3 separate regions of the Sus scrofa genome follow, and regions 1 and 2 are each linked to region 3. A link is a contact called in public HiChIP or PLAC-seq data. All regions are on one chromosome and are shown on one strand. Each heading gives the region's core, a stretch centred on a gene start, on an enhancer-like site or on the middle of the called end of the contact. The rest is flanking DNA. Distances are from core to core; before and after follow the strand shown. Region 1 overlaps SIPA1L3 (signal-induced proliferation-associated 1-like protein 3). Region 2 overlaps SIPA1L3 (signal-induced proliferation-associated 1-like protein 3). Region 3 has its middle 6.8 kb from the start of WDR87.

Region 1 (3,420 bases), core at 244-2,743, 72 kb before region 3:
GCATTTACATAAAGTTCAAAGTCAGAGGTGAGACATCGAGAGCATGGTTTTACTTGGAAGGGAAAGTGACTAGGAGAGGGTAGGAAAGGGACTTCTGGGGCTTAGAAATATTTTTTTAGAGCTGGTTACATGAATGTGTGTTGTTTGCTAAAGTTCTTCTAGCGACACATTTAATAAGCGCCCCTGTCTTTTTCTGGATGTATATGATAGTTTAATAAAAAGTTTAAAGAATTAGGAGTTCCTGTTGTGGCTCAGTGGGTTAAGTACCCAACACAGTATCTATGAGGGGTGAGTGTGATCTCTGGCCTCAATCGCTGGGCTAAGGATCTGGCATTGCTGCAGGATTCAAACTCTAGCCTGGGAACTTCCATATGCTGCAGGTGCAGCAGTAAAAAGAAGGAAAAAAAAGGAAAAAAATTTTAAAGAATTAAAACATTTTGGCTGCCCGTAATCTTTCCTACGACTTGGGAATTTCCCATTTATGATCCTTTGTGGGAGGCCAGGCCAACCTTTTGTGGTAAAATATTACAAAGGCTGGGAACTGGCTCTCATAGCCTCCCTTGAAGCTAGGCCACAGGCGCGGGATCTGGGCGCTGGTCAGCAGATGCACCCTTCCTCCAGGGCTTAAATCTGCCTGCAGAACCAGAGCTTACTCACCTTGGCGTCTGGAACTCAGAGCTGCGGCCTGGTACGTGGGAGGGTCTCACTGAGGCTTGATGAACAAAACCAACCCCCCTCTGTGTTTTCTCCCCTGGCACCATAAAGACAGGGTCAGATCATTCTGCACTCGACAGCCCATTCATTCTTTCAAGAAATGTTTACTGAGTGTCTATCTGGTGCCAGGTCCTCTTCTAGGCAACAGGGATTCAGGTGAACAGGACACTGGAGCTGATGATTCTAGAGGGGAAGCAGAACAGTAAACAAAATCCTAAAAGATATAACATATGAGATAAGCATTACAGAGAAAAACAGAGAAGGGAGATGGGGACCTCCCTGAGAAGACAAGGTACGAGCAAAGGCTTAAAGGACTTTTAAGGGAGGTGAGAGAGTGAACCGCGTGGGTATGAGAGGAGAGTCTTCCTTGCAGCAGGAAGAGCCAGTGCAAGGGTCCTGAGGCAGGCACATACCTCGGTGTCTATGGAGCACTGAGGCGGCCCCAGGTGAGGAGCAGGGCAAGTGAGGAGAGGAAGAGGAGGAGATGAAGTCGCAGGTGAAGGGGGCAGACTGTGTGGGGCCTGGCTGGGGATGGTGAGGACTTTGGCTTTAATCTGGGTAACAGGGAGCCATGGGAGGTTCTTAAGCAGAGGAGGGACAGACCTGATTGGGTGATAACGGGGTTCCTCTGGCTGCTATCGAGCACTCTCCCCTGTCCAAGATGGAAACCAATTTTGAAGAGAAATAGAGTTTGGTCATTTGCATGGTAAATGCCTGTGAGAAATAAAGCAGAAGGCTTTCCGCCCACGTCCTCCAACCCACTGAGGCCTCATGCTGGCCAGCGGGCTTTGCGACATGATGAACAGTCCACAGTACATGGAGGGAAAGCTGATCCTCCTCCACTGGCCACTGGAAGAATCCCAACAGCAGATGGGGAAGCAGTAAGGCCACGTGGCCGGGAGAATGCCTTCTTGGTGCTCATCTCGAGCCAGAATCAAATCCCAGTTCTGCTCCTTAGCAGCTGTGTGACCCACAACCTTTCTGAATCCAAGATTCCTTATCAGTCAGGGGCGGGGGTTAATTTCTACCCTTGACCAGGCCTGTAGGGAGGGTTAAATGAGGTAAGGGGATCAAGTGACTGGCAAAATGCCTGGCACAATGCAAGCCCTAAAAGATGTCAGCAAAAAAAAATTTTTTTTTTTTTTTTGCCTTTTGTTGGGCTGCTTCCGCAGCATATGGAAGTTCCCAGGCTAGGGATCTAATCGGACGGAGCTTTTGCTGCCGGCCTACGCCAGAGCCACAGCAACGCACGATCTGAGCCGTGTCTGCAACCTACACCACAGCTCACAGCAACGCTGGATCCTTAACCCACTGTGCAAGGCCAGGGATCGAACCCGCAACCTCATGGTTCCTAGTCAAATTCATTAACCACTGCGCCACAACAGGAACTCCAGCAAAATTATTATAATGGAAACACCAAAGAAATAATAAGCAACATTCTCCCAAAGGCAAACAACGACCCTTGGCGGACACCCGGAGGCGCAGGGAGAGTGGCGTCCGAGCTCCGAGCCCCCCTCCCCCCTCCTCACCCGATGCATCTTCCCCTGGCTGTTGCCAGCAAAGGTCCTCGGTACCAAACCGGCAACAAGTAAGTACATGTTTTCAGCGGAGGCGCTGTACCCGAGGGAGGGGCTTGTGGGAACTCGCGATGGACAGCTGGGGGGCCAGAAGCACAGGTGGGGAGGGTGGGGGGGCCACCTTGTAGGACTCAGCCCTGGAGGATTCGATGCTCTCCACATAGGGTCAGAATCAAGTTATTCGCTTAATGTGAAAACCCCACACATTTGGTGTCAGAAGTGAAGAGTGTTGCAGGAGAGTGTGAGTAAAACAGACGCGCAGGAAAAGTGCGTTTCTCCTACATACGTACACACAGCAAGCTGGCGTGTAACCCGGTCCCACCAAAAATGGCTGATGGGTAAACAGCTGGCTCTTATGACCTGCTACCTGAGTGGCCTTGGTCAAATGTCTTGAGCTCTCCCGGTGACTGTGTCGTCACCAAGGCAGGGAGACAGGACAGCAAGGACGTGGGCTGAGTGATCTGGGCGAGGTCCCTGCACGCCGTTTTCCTCAACGCTGGCCTCAGGGGGCTCTTGTAAGGATTCAGTGAGATGACACAGGTCAGGAACTCAGGACAGAGGCTGATGTGCAAGGCTCAATAACTGGCTCTCGCTACTGTTATATTCTGCTAAACAGGAGTCACTATTTAAAGGTTCCGTAGGTCAAGGCGCTTAGCATAGCGCCTATTAGGGAGCAACCACTCAAAAGACAACAACTGTTCATTACGTTACCATTATCACCTTTCATCCCCTCAGCAAAACCTGCGTACCTTCGGGGAAGGGGTTACACCTTTAACAAAACAGACGTGGTCCCTGCCTTTATGGAGCTGGCACCACTGCGAAGATGATGAAGCGCCCTAAACTGAGGAGTTCAGGGAAGAAGGGTGGGGTGTGCGGTCAGGGCAGGCCCCCTGCAGTGATGTTGCCCAGAGATCTGTAAGAGGAGTGGCAGGGGTAGGCCAGAATTGGGGGTGGGGGGAGAAGAAGAAGCACTCCAGGGATGGAGAACAAAGGCCATGCGGTGAAGGAACCGAAAGCAGACCAGGCGGCCGGAGGGCAGAGTGTAGCAGGACTTGCAGGATGAGGCTGCGGGCAGGTGGCCAGCAGGGGCCACGGCGGGCTCAGCCTGACGGCTATGTGGAAAAGGTGG
Region 2 (3,475 bases), core at 313-2,812, 93 kb before region 3:
TTGGCCAGAAGCTTTTTTCACCAGCTTTTGTTTATTTTTCTTGTTTCTGGTCATCTCCCCTTCCAGGCTGCCCCTCCACAACGGCAGGGGCATCTGTCCATCTTGTTCATGGCTATGTCCCTCAGTCCTGAAACACCACCTGCAGGCGGGGGCAGGGGGAAACAACTCGCATCTGCTGAAAGAATCACTGAGCTCACTGAATTCTTTCAATAGCTCCAAAAGGTAGGTGCTGATAAATACCCAACTCCTCCCCCTGGCCATGCAGGCCCTGCAAGTTCTGCCCCCACTTTCCTTGCCTCGCTTACGATCCTGCAGTTATGCTGGCCGCCTCCCAGCTCCTTCCCAGAGTCAAGCTCCTTCCCACGTCCAGAACTCCACAGATGCTGTTCCCTCCACTGGGAAGGCTCCTCCTGTTCCATTAAGGTCCACACAGCCTCCAGGCCTCTCCTCAAATGGCAGTCCTTATGAGAGACGTCTCCTGACCTCGCCAAACGTATCAGGTGCCCCATGGGTGTGCTCTCAGGGCGCCTCTATCAGGGCACTTCGTCCAGAGGTAATGATATGGCTGCTGCTGTGATTATTTACCAAGGTTCTGTTTCCGCCACTGAACCATGAGATCCAGGAAGGCAGGGACTCCTTCGTATTTCCAGAGTCCCTTTAGAAGACCTGGTACACAGTAGGTGCTTAATAAATACCACACCTGCCTGTTGTGGCCAGGATATTTACTGCTCAATGAATACCCATGAGTGCCCACATTCCGGCTCCCTACGGTTAGCTAGGCAGAGCCACCAGCTATTTCTGGCTGTGAGCAGAGGTGAACCCACTCTGGCCTTGGCATCTAAGCAGTGCTCTGTGTCCCTCTAGTTTCCTTGTCCTGCCATGGTGACCCTGGAGGCTGTGCGTTCCACTTCTGATGCTTCAACACAGGGGAGCGCCCTGTCATTCTGGGTCTCTGAGGTTCAAGGTAAAGCTCCCACCCGACCTGACGTGTGTCATGACTAAGAAATCGACATTGGTTGTGTCCAGCCTCTAGGATCTCAGGGTTGATTTGTTACTGCAGCAGAACCTTGCCTATCACTGGCGTTCACTATGAATGAATGAAGGCAGCTACAGGCAGAGAAAGCTGATTACAGACTGGGAGGTGAGGGGCAAGATGGCAGCCTTCAGCTGTCAGTACTGAACTCAGTGAAGGGATGGGGTAGAAGAGAGGGACACGGTACAACGACCCCCAAGGAACCACCACTTTCAATGCCTGGTGAGGCAGATGAAAGGACCCCAAAGCCCTCAGTCCTTTCTGACAGAGCCTGCCTCAGAGCCCCCATCAAACAGCTCCGTAGGGATCATGGCCACGTCTCAGCCCCTAGGGATGGGAGGTGGCTGCTCAGAAGCCAGCAACACCCTGGAAAACGCTATTAGTTAGAGGAAGCTGAAACAGCAGGGCTGCATGAAGGGCCTGGGCTAATTCGGGCTGACAACCTTCCCTCGGAATCACCCACTGGGGCTCTGCCCTCCCGGCTCCATCCCAGAGAATAAATCACACTGTCAGGTCTAATTTGGGACTCGGTTGATGGGTTGAGCAGAGCATCCATGCGTTCTGGCCACTGAGGTCAAGGGCAGCCCCCACGCTAGAGGCCAGGGCTGAAGCGTCTGTGGAATAGATGGAAAGGGGACCGGGAGACCGAAAGCCATGTGTTTCCAATACACACCAAAGAAACTTCTGTCTTCTATGAAATTTCTGGCCCAGGCCTCAGCTGTATGAGCCCTGTTTCCAAAGCACGGTCCAGCTATATGCAGACACCATGCTAGCTTAGGGCTGGGCGTGAGACAAACACTCACATTTGGTGAATAAATAATCATAACAGCAGCACGAATGCTTATTACCCTACAGGCTGATGACCAAGCTGCCTAACCTCTGACATGCAGGAAAGGCTGATGAATGCAAGCGGCCAGCGTCACCGCCACCACCATCTCATCTATTATGCGACTACTTTGTGCCAGGATCTAAGTACTTAAGATTCGCAATCACCTTTTAATTCTCAAAACAACCTTAGGAGAAAAGAAAAGCTCCCAGAATCGGGCTCTCCACTTGAGCCCCGTCAGTGATCAAGCAGAGACTAGAACCCAGGTCAGCTGGTCTCTGGAGCCTGTGCTCTTGGCCACGGTGTCAGCCCATTTGGATTGATTTCGCCTCCTTCAGAGCTGCCCTGAAGCCCCAAGTTGGTGCTGGGTGTCTTCTCAGAGCTCCCACAGCCCCGTGGCTCTCGGCTTAGGACTCTCATCACTCTGTGTTGTTTGCCTACAGAGCCTTCCCCAGATACGCTCTACACATGAGGGTATCTCTGCTTAGCACCCAAATGGCCATGTTTGCCAGACGCGAACACGGCTGGAAAACCAGTCCAAACCCTGCATTCTGCAGAGGATGGGAGTGGAGGCCAAGCAGGGAGAGCTGTGCGAAAGAGCTTCACTGACGAAGCGGGGGTGGGGGGGGCTGCTCTTTGATGAATCAAGACCCACGGCTGCTTCTGGGAGATCCCCCGACCCCGAGGCTCGCCTGGCCACCTCCTCTGGGCTCCCAACAGCCCCTGTGCCTGCCCTGCAGCACCCTGACACCCTGGGCTGTCACTATCAGCCCGAGGCGGCCCCGCCCACACCACGAGGCGGCCCCGCCCACACCACGACAATGCAGGGATGGGCGTGGAGGAGGTGCATGCTGAATCCACCAGCAGAAGCCCAAGACCGGAAAGCACATTCTGAGGAGGAGCACCCGTTGCAAGTTCATTTCCAAAAGGAGGCCCAGAGGGGACCGGCCGTCTGCAAGACACAAAGGGCTCCCGGGAGGAAGGTGGGTGGCTGGTGCCGCTCACCAGGACCGGGCCAGAACCAGTGAGAGTTACACAGAGCAGATAGGATTCGCCAGAAAGCTTTATAATGGTCAAAACTTCCCCAGAGCAAAATACGCTGTCCCGCTCCTCCCTTTCTAGAAGAATTTAAACTGAGGTCAGCTGCTTAGCAGTCTGGGACCCCAGAACCTCTTTTGAGGCAACAAGGTAGCGGCCAAGAGGGAGGATCTGGAGACACTGCGAAGGTTCTCGCCCTGGCTCCTCCACGTGGTAAAGGGCTTCACCACTCTGCGCCTCAGTTTCCAAGTCATTACTGTGGGGAGATCACAGCAGAGCCATCACAGGGTGGGTGGAAGGACCAGATGAGATCATGCAGGCAGAGTGCTTACAGCAGGGCTGCTGGCACGGAGTCAGCACTGCTTAATGTTAATTATTTTTGTTTTTCTTCCCCTGGAGAGCCAGACGCTGTTGGCTGGCTACCCAACTGACACTCTCAATCCCCCTTCTCTCGGGCTTCCTCTTTAGGAGAGGCTGAAAAGCTAAATGAAATCTCTCACCTTCCTTACAGCTGTGCCCCATTTCTGGCCAATGAGATATAAGTGGAATCTTCTTGGGGCGGGGAGGATTCTGGGAGT
Region 3 (3,265 bases), core at 748-3,247:
CTCATACTGTAGTATGTTCCACAATTTAACCTTTGGGGAATAAAAATTAGGGGAGTCGTGGGGACTCTAACCTTGTCCCTGCTCTGCCTTGTAAATACAAACATAAGCAGCAAAGACTATCTAGAAAAACAAGACATGTTTATTAAGTGTTTACTATGCACCTGGCCCTATGCTAAACATAAAACATGAATATTCTCCTGGAATCATCAAAACAATCCTGGCACGAGTGTCTTATGACTACCATTTCACAGATGGGACACTGAGGCTGGGAGTGAACATGTGGGGGAGCTCAGGGCTGTCATGTCACAGCCTACCACAGTTAGGCAGTCTCTGGGCCAGATGGAGAGCACTGAAGTAGAACAATGATAATATAATAAGAGCTGCTACTTAGTGAGAGATGGCTCTGGACAAGGTATACAATCTCAGCAAATCCTTACAACCCTCTGAGGCTGATACTGTTATCCCATTTTACAAAGATGGAAACTGAAGCTGCAGGAGAGGAAGTCAACCAGACCAGTTCTGGGTCCGGCCCATTGGAAGACCAAGACTATAGCCAGGGCCCCACCCTCAGGGGGTCTCTCAGAAACTGGAAAAATGCTGAATAAAAGGTTCCATTTATTGAACGCTGATTACGTGCCAGCTGCTCTTTAAGCACTTCACAAATGGTAATCTCATTGCATCCTTAAAACGATTCTACAAGGTGGCTGCTATTAAAATCCCCATTTTATAGACAGGAAAACCAAGGCACGGTGTGGTAAGTCTGTCCACGCAAGGTCACACAGCTGGTAAACAGTAAAGCCTAAATTTGAACCTGGCTCTGACTCCCAAACCAAAGCACTTAACAAATAATTTCAGTTAACAGCAGTCACCCTGCATTGAATGCTAACTATGGACTCACCCTCAATTTACAACATGCGGTCAATAATACCTTCACCCCATTTCTCGGAACTAACAATCACGCAAACACGTAATTAAGTGCCTTATATGTGCCAAATGCTTTATTCACCAGATCTCAACATGCCAAAAGACTTTCCAGCAAAAGACAGACACTCTTCTTCCCCGGTTTGACGGAAAGGGGAAACTGAGGTTCGGCGCGGTTTTCCCAGATCGCAGCTCCCCAGGGTCAGAGCCAGAACGCGAACCTACCGCTACCCGACTCCCAATCCATGCTCTTCCGCAACAGCGCGGGATAGCTCGTCGGGAAAGTTGAACCATGCGGGCACGAGTCCGGCCAGGTCCGGAGGACGAGAGTCCCGCCACCGCCGCCCCCAACAACCGGTGCCCACACCCGGCCGTCAGCCCAGTCGCCCGCCGGTGCTGACCCTCGGGGTCCAAGTGGACACCGATTCCGCCCCCACCCCCGCGCGAGACCGCCCCTGCACCCGAGCCACATACCTGGGCGTCCAGGCTGCCCGCCCCGCGGGCCCCACGACCGAGGCGTCCAGAACCGCGCGGCTCGCTAAAGACGCCGCCAGCTCCGGTGGCCCGAGTGACTTCCAGGCTGCCCACTTCCAAGCCGCTTCGCGCGAGGCCTCCTGGGAACTGTAGTTTCGCCCCAGGCGGCGGCAAGCTGAGAAAAGCCTGACGCGCAAGTGCTGCCGGGAGCTGGAGGCGCGGCGCCGCGCCGCCTCCCGGGAAAGGTAGTCCACCTGTCGCCGCCGAGCCTCTCGAGTCTCTAGAGTACTTCCGCAGCCCCGAGGGGCGTGAGGGATGGAGGCGTGTCTTCTGCAGACTCCAACCCGCTGGCCGTGCTACTCGCTTTTCGAGAGCGGTTTTTCCCTTTTTCCCAGCCCTGTCCGCCTTCTCCCTTCCTTCGCTGGACCCTCTTCCTCCCTCCCCGCAAGGCGCGAGGTACTTACCCCGAGGGCGTGAGCCTCGGGAGAGGCGGGGGCAGAAGAGCAATGCGCTAGACCCCCAACCGAGGGGAGCGGTAGAGAAGGGCGTCTGAGCGCGCTCGCGCACGCGCGCTCGCCGACCAACTCCGGCCTAAATTGCCGCGGGCCCCCGCGGGGAGGACTTTTTTTTCTTTTCGAACGCGCGCGCGCGCGCGCGTGCGGGGTCTCGCGCTGGTTTTTTTAATGCCTGGCGCGCGCCAGTGCGCACGCGCGCTCACTCCCCTCGCCTCGGTCAGTCGGCCGGACACGGGGTTGGAGAGCTAACCGTTGTGTTGGCCGAGGCCTCCCGCAGCATCCCCAAGGTCTCTCCTCAGGCGCTCCTAGTCTAGGTCTGGTCCTTCACATAGGAGCTTCTGAGTGCCGCCACACGCGCCTCACGGGTCCCCTGTTGAGAGAGTCCAGTCTTCGCAGGTAACAGGCGCGGCCTCAGACTTGAAAAGGCGGACACGCCCTCCTGCCCTCCCACGCGGAGGGCCAGGACGCCCGAACGTGTTGGGATTCGGGTTTGATCGCCTCTCCCCGGACTAGGTGGCTCCAGATCTCTGCCTTTGACGGGAGTCTCAAGACCACCACCCAGGAGATGCCCTGGAGGCCCTGTTATCTATCATTCGTTCGTTTAAAAGTACTTTCCGAGCCTAACCAATGTTAGTTGAGTACCTATGGCCTGAGAAATTTTGTTCAAATTTTGTCTATCTGCTGCTGTAATCAAGGATCTGACCCTTTTTTCAAAAAAGGGATGTTGCCATTCCTACTCCGTTAGGGACTGGCTAGAGTCAGCACAAGGTTCTCTGGTTAAGAAAACCCAGTCAATAACCTTCCCACCTCATCCTGCCTTACAAGGAGATGCTCAGTAAAACTGACCGAGGAAGTACATATTTCTTCTTCCTGAGAGAGGGCAGAGGGTCATTCATTTGCTCACTCATTCAACAAAAGTGTATTAAGTATCTAGCTTGGGTGTTTATTGAGAACAGGGGAGAAATCAAGACAGAATGCTTTCCTACCCTTAAGGAGCTGAGTGCAGACCACCACAGGTCTGTGACAATCTAAAACAGTATTAACAGAAGTATAATGCAAGCCAATTATGCAGTTTCAAATTTTACATTAAAAAAAGGTGAAATTAATTTTATTTAAGCCAGTATATCTAAAATAAGGTGTTTATTGAAAAAAGATTCAATTTTAAAATTTAAGCTAATTAAATAAAACGCTGAGGCGTTAGCAAAGATATTCATTTGCAGCATGGGTTGTAGCAAAAGGTTGGAAACGGAGTTCCTGTCATGGCGCAGTGGTTAACGAATCTGACTAGGAACCATGAGGTTGCGGGTTCGATCCCTGGCCTTGCTTAGTGGGTTAAAGATCCGGCATTGCCGTGA

The links. HiChIP or PLAC-seq counts read pairs in DNA pulled down with a chosen protein or histone mark.
Region 1: a contact with region 3 is called in an H3K27ac HiChIP or PLAC-seq map of skeletal muscle. The contact joins two enhancer-like sites. A contact is called at or near these places in 1 of 5 promoter capture datasets (liver), 6 of 47 Hi-C or Micro-C datasets (blood, embryonic fibroblasts, mesenchymal stem cells and 2 more) and 1 of 2 datasets of contacts at active chromatin or transcription factors (skeletal muscle).
Region 2: an H3K27ac HiChIP or PLAC-seq map of skeletal muscle shows a contact between it and region 3. The contact joins two enhancer-like sites. A contact is called at or near these places in 1 of 5 promoter capture datasets (liver), 3 of 47 Hi-C or Micro-C datasets (embryonic fibroblasts, liver and psoas muscle) and 1 of 2 datasets of contacts at active chromatin or transcription factors (skeletal muscle).

What each region holds. Positions count from the first base shown.
Region 1 is chr6:46,978,319-46,981,738 of Sscrofa11.1, reverse strand. All of the region lies in intron 1 of SIPA1L3 (signal-induced proliferation-associated 1-like protein 3), which reads right to left. Among named protein-coding and RNA genes, the nearest start is that of SIPA1L3, 32 kb to the right of the region's middle. Within about 2 kb of position 1,493, at least 4 of the 83 cell types and tissues checked have an H3K27ac peak or open chromatin away from gene starts, as enhancers often do. A contact at or near this core is called in skeletal muscle, where this site is marked.
Region 2 is chr6:46,999,373-47,002,847 of Sscrofa11.1, reverse strand. The region is part of intron 2 of SIPA1L3 (signal-induced proliferation-associated 1-like protein 3); the gene reads right to left. Among named protein-coding and RNA genes, the nearest start is that of SIPA1L3, 53 kb to the right of the region's middle. Within about 2 kb of position 1,562, at least 3 of the 83 cell types and tissues checked have an H3K27ac peak or open chromatin away from gene starts, as enhancers often do. A contact at or near this core is called in skeletal muscle, where this site is marked.
Region 3 is chr6:46,907,118-46,910,382 of Sscrofa11.1, reverse strand. No RefSeq gene overlaps it. Among named protein-coding and RNA genes, the nearest start is that of WDR87, 6.8 kb to the right of the region's middle. Within about 2 kb of position 1,997, at least 70 of the 83 cell types and tissues checked have an H3K27ac peak or open chromatin away from gene starts, as enhancers often do. A contact at or near this core is called in skeletal muscle, where this site is marked.